2 separate regions of the Sus scrofa genome follow, and region 1 is linked to region 2. A link is a contact called in public promoter capture Hi-C data. All regions are on one chromosome and are shown on one strand. The core of a region is the stretch at or near the end of the contact, and the rest is flanking DNA. Distances in the headings are between cores, read along the strand shown.

The links. Promoter capture Hi-C pulls out the DNA fragments that hold promoters and counts their contacts.
Region 1: a promoter capture Hi-C map of liver shows a contact between it and region 2, with 4 times the contacts expected there. The contact joins the promoter of LMNB2 here to the promoter of SGTA in region 2. A contact is called at or near these places in 2 of 5 promoter capture datasets (fetal liver and liver) and 5 of 47 Hi-C or Micro-C datasets (embryonic fibroblasts, liver, retroperitoneal adipose tissue and 1 more).

Annotation. Positions count from the first base shown.
Region 1 is chr2:76,124,573-76,127,272 of Sscrofa11.1, reverse strand. LMNB2 (lamin-B2) reads right to left here and starts at 1,341. Exons shown (of 12, transcript XM_003353991.4): 1 at 1,019-1,341. The coding sequence starts at 1,300.
Region 2 is chr2:75,877,721-75,880,420 of Sscrofa11.1, reverse strand. SGTA (small glutamine rich tetratricopeptide repeat containing alpha) reads right to left here and starts at 1,289. Exons shown (of 12, transcript NM_001244392.1): 1 at 1,234-1,289.

The DNA of each region.
Region 1 (2,700 bases), core at 92-2,591, 250 kb before region 2:
CACTCCTCCTTAGAACCCCCTCAGAGAGCTGTGGCCTCCCAGTCTCCTTAGAGACCCCAAGAAACTCCAAGTTTTCTCCTAGGACACTTGAACACCCAAACACATCCCAAGATTCCCCAAAACTCCCTTAGGGGCAAAGCTTATGCTGGCTCACATCCCACCATTTAGGGGCCCCCTAGATCTCCTCGGACTCTTCGGTGGGTGGGGCCTGCCCCACTTCCACCACTCCCACAGCCCCCCTCCCCACTCCTCCAGGGATCCCTCAGGAAATAGACCAGCCCAGTCTGCATCCCTCATTCAGGAACCTCCACTGAGATCCCATCAAGTATGCCTCAGAGGATAGGTCTCCTCCCGTGTGTACCCCTTGTCAGGGCACCCACAATCCCCTGGGTCCCCTTCAAGGAACTGGTCAGCCTCAGAATGCACTCCTCACTCGTGAAATACGTGAAACACCTGCTCCAGTGTGCACCCCTCACTCAAAGCTCCCCAGATCCTCAGGGACCCATCAGAGAACGGGATTCGCCCTAGTCTGCACCCTTCTCAGGGGATCCCCAGATCGTCCGGGATCCCTCGGTGGATGGGGCCGGTGCTAGTTTCCAGCTCTTGCGGGGGTGCTGTACCCCAGAAACCCCTGGGGTCCCTTGTAGGCGCCCATCCTGACCTCCAACCCTCACTCAGGATCCCTTTAATCTCTCGCGGGGTCCCTCAAGCAGGGGCACGCCCCAGCATGCAACCTTCACTCAAGGGATCCCCGAGATCTTCCCGGACCCCTCGGTGGGCGGAGCCAGCGCCAGTCTCCACCTCTCGCATGGGAGATGTCCCCCAAACCCTCTGGAGACCCTCAGAGGCCGGGGCCCAACGAAACGTGCGACCCTAGCCCGGGGCCCCCGCAACCCCTGGGGACACCTCGGTTGGGCAGAACCCGCCCCAGTGCCCCCTCTCGCACGAGGGTCCCCGAACCCCGTGGGACCCTCGGAGGCCCGCCCGCCGTAGCGAAGATCCAGGCGCCCGCGCCCACCTCGCGCGTGGTCACCTCCTCCTTCTCGGAGATCTTGAGGAGGAGCCGGTCGTTCTCCAGCTCCAGCGCGCGGACGCGGTCGATGTAGTGCGCCAAGCGGTCATTGAGCTCGCGCAGCTCCTCCTTCTCCTGCAGCCGCGACAGGCGCGTGGGCGACAGCGGCGTAGCGGGCCCGCCCGCGCGGCCAGGCGGCGGCGTGGCCATGGCAGCGGCAGCGGCGGCGGCGGCGGCGGCTCGGGGTCCGCGCGGCTCAGAACGGCGGCCGCGACTCGGCGGGCTCATTCAATCCGCGCCGCCGACCAAGATGGCGCCCGCCGCCCGCCGCCGCCACCGCCACGGGGCAGCCTGGGACTTGTAGTCCCACCGGAGCCGCGCGCCGCACGCCGGGAGCTGTAGTCTCCCGCTCCGTTTCCCTCGCTGTCATCAACTCAGCAGGCGCGGGACGACTGCCCAACTGCCCGCTCCAAATTCCAGCTCTGCCACTGTGTGATGCCTGGTTTCTTTTCGGGCCTCAGTTTCCCCACTCATGTAACCTACCTACCTCTTTAGAGCCTCATTAAAATTAAATTTGGTGAAGAAACCTCAGAAATATGTTCCGTGATCTCACCCATATGTGAAATCTAAAAATCCTGAAACAACACCAAAAATCCCCCAGCCGCTTATAAATAGTGTCAGGTTGTCCTCCGAAGAGGTTTACCAATTTCCAGTTTTGAAGCAATGTGTGAGATTGTCTGTTTTCCTACATCTGTCAATCCTGAATCACTAACTTTTATTTGAATGTCTTATTATGTCTATAAGTAAAGTTTTGCAGTTCTCTCTTGTGTGTATGTGTTTCTTTCTTTTTTAAAAAATTGAACTTTGGTTGATTTACAATGTCGTGCTAATTTCAGGTGTACAACCCAAGCTCATGTACACGGAAAACAGATTGGTGGCTGGAGTGGAGGGTTTGAAGCAGTGAAGGGCATCAAAGGGTGCACATTTCCAGTTATAAGATAAATGCCATGGGGATGTTATGGGCAGCATGATGACTATAGATAACAATATTGTATTGCATATTTGAGAGTTGCTAACAGAGTAGATCTTGGGAGTTCCCTGGTGGCTCAGTGGGTTAAAGATCACACTGCAGTGGTTCTGGTTGCTGCTGAGGCATGGGTTCAATCGCTGGCCTGGCACAGTGGATTAAGAATCCAGCCTTGTCACAGCTGTGGCATAGGTCACTACTGTGGCTCAGATTCAATCCGTGGCCCAGGAACTTTCATAGGCTGTGAGTGTGGCCATAAAGAAGAAATTCTCATCACAAGAAAAAAAAATCCTATAACTATGTATGGTGATGAATGTTACCTAGGCTTATGGTTGTAATCGTTTCCCACTATATACAAGTATGGAGTCAGTAAGTTATACACCTGAAACTAATAGGTTATTTATACATCAATTTTAAAATATCTCAATTAAAAAAAAAATGCTCAGTGAAAGAAGCCAAACACAAAAGGCCACACAGTGTATGATTCCACTTATACAAAATGTCCAGGAGTTCCATCGTGGCTCAGTGGTTAACGAACCTGACTAGTATCCATGAGGATGCAGGTCCGACCCCTGGCTTCACTCAGTGGGTTAAGGATCCGGGGTTGCCATGAGCTGTGGTGTAGGTCACAGACAAGGCTCAGATCCTGAGTTGCTGTGGC
Region 2 (2,700 bases), core at 40-2,539:
GCTAAAATGCAAATCAGTTCTAAATGGTCTGATTTCAGAGTCTGAACTCCAAGATACCCGTTCCTCAACCACAAAAGTGGGCACACACACAAAACCTTGCACGTGACTTCTCAGGGGCTCACACACCCCTTGCCTCTGTGCAGCAAGCACACTGGTGAAGAATCACTAGTCTAGGGTTGGATTCTGCTTTGGCACCATGGACATCTGGGGCCAGACTGTTCTCTGTGGGCCCATCCTGGGTACTGTGGGGTATGGGGCAGCATACATGGCCCCCACCCCCTCGGTGCCAGGAGCACCCCCAGTTGTGACAGCCACAGATGTCCTCAGACATTGCCTAGTGTCCGCTAAAAGGACAAAACCACTGGTCTAGGGAGAGGAAAAGCAAACCAAACACCAAAAAAAATAAGAACATCACTCAGCAGGGATGCAGAGCGCACACACTTCCAGCCACTTAACAAAACCAGTTGTCGTCTAGGAAGACAAGTAGCAGGAACCCGATTAAAGAATGCTCCAGGTGTACTTAACCTCACAATGACCCTAAGAAGCATACACTTCTACAGTCCCTATTCTAAAAGGAAAGGGCTGGGGGAGACGGATAGCGACTTGCCCAAGAGGCCACAGCCAGCAGGGGTGGAGGACCTAGTCTTCAACCCCAGATTTGTCTCACTTCAGCACACCATGCAGAGGCCCTCAGTGTGAAAAAAGACCCCTCCTGTGTTCTCACGTTGCGCTGGGGTCTCTGCGACTTTAATTCTCATGGGAAGCCCCCCAATCCTAGGCAGAGGCTGTGACAACGCCTGTTTTACAGAAGGGGAAACTGAGGTTCCGAGACGCCAAGAGACTGACCAAGGTGGAGGCGGCGCTGGGACAGGAACCCCGACCTGAACCCCAGGAACAGAGGGACTCCGGCTTAAAAGAACCGTGTTTCCGGGAAGCAGCGGCCACTCGGCGAGCGCTTACTACGTGCGGGGCGCTTTACCTCCTGCTATCCACTCACGGACCTGCGAACCCGCATTTCCCGGGCCTAGGGTCCAGGGGAGGGAGATCCCGGCGGGCAAAGGCCCGCCCGATACCTCCTGCCCTCAGTTTCCCTCCGCGCTGCTCACTCACAACACTCCCCCAATTGCGGCGTCCCCGCCCCAGATCGACGTCCTCTTACCCACCCCGGAACCCCAGGAGCCCCGAGCCACTGACCCCAGGTACATCCGGCTCAGCGCCGAACCCGCGACTCACCTCTCAAGCAGCCGAACCCGGACCCACCGACGGCGGCGCCTGCGCACCGCGGCACTGCCCGGCCCCGCCCCCAGCCCCGCTCCGCCCCCAGCCCCGCAGCCTGCGCAGAAGGAGCCGGTGGCCGCTGGATTTCATTCTGCGCAGGCGCACCAATTATCAAGGCGGGAGTAGGAGGAAGTGACGTAATGTAGAGGCGGGAACGAGCTCGTCGTTAGGGCAACTGACCTCTGCGACCGAACGGAGGCCGGAAATCCGGATCAACTTGTCCTCTAGGCCGAAATGGAGCGGTGCATGGTGGGACAGTGGTGGACTCTTGTGGGTCGGCCGAGCCCGTCACGTGGCACCGTGTCCGCCACGTGGTGCACCTGCTGCTTTTGGGTATCTGGCGCCCAGAGGATCACAGGCGGTCTTTGAGTGGGGGCGACTGTTACCCTCTCACTGTATTTATTCATATATTCACCCACCCAAACATCCGCGAGTTCGTTATTTCATTCATTCAATCCATAAGAATGAATACTAAGATATTTGTTTACAGTAGGTGCATAATAGTAAACAAGTATTTATTACACACAAACTATAAAGACCAGCAAAACTTTTGCTTTCATTACCTTGTATTGGGGTACACAGACAATAAACTGGTAAACTAATACGTAAATGAACAAGTTCTACTTAATGGCAAGCACTGTGTAGAAAAAAATGGGGTGTTCTGATTGTGATTGGGGCGGTAAATTTGTTGGGTTGGTTAGGGAAGACCTCTGTTTCACATGTAGATTTGGAGAACTGGGAAAACACTCCAGGTACAGGGAACAGCAAAAATGAAGACTAACGTAGGATTACGCTGGATGTGCTCAAGAGAGAAAGAAATCGAAGGTCAGTAATGAGACATTCCCTATTAAATGACCACCATTAGCATTCAAGTTGCCAGAGTGTTCTCCCAATTCATTTTTTTTTTTCCTAATTCATTTTTATTCAACTTAAAATGCATGTACTCAACACCCTGGGTTTACTCAACACCCTGGGTTATTTTCATTTATTTTGCAGAAATAAAAGACGTAGGTTTAGGGACCAGTTTTAATTTTCTTAGGTTTTTCTTTCTGTGTGCCTTAGACGGTTCAAGGTGTTTTTTGTTTTTTTTTTTTAACTGACAATACTACATGCAGGTAAGGCACAGTTCCAACACACCTGTTGTTTGAAGTTCTGCATCGGTTTACTGAAGCTTTCTCAATGATGCTTGCTTACATTTCTGCTTTTTAAATAAATGTCTTCTTAATTTGGTTGTCTAACTGGATTCAGCTGGTATATGTGGAGGACCTTTAACCATTAGATGCTAGAAGATGAGCAGGATGTTGGTAATGGAATAAGTGCCTGAGGTTTCGTAAGCGACCACTAACGGAGCGCCTTAGGTGAAGGTAAAAACTTGCAAAACTAGCCAAATACACAATTAAGGTTGGGAGGAGGTAATGACAA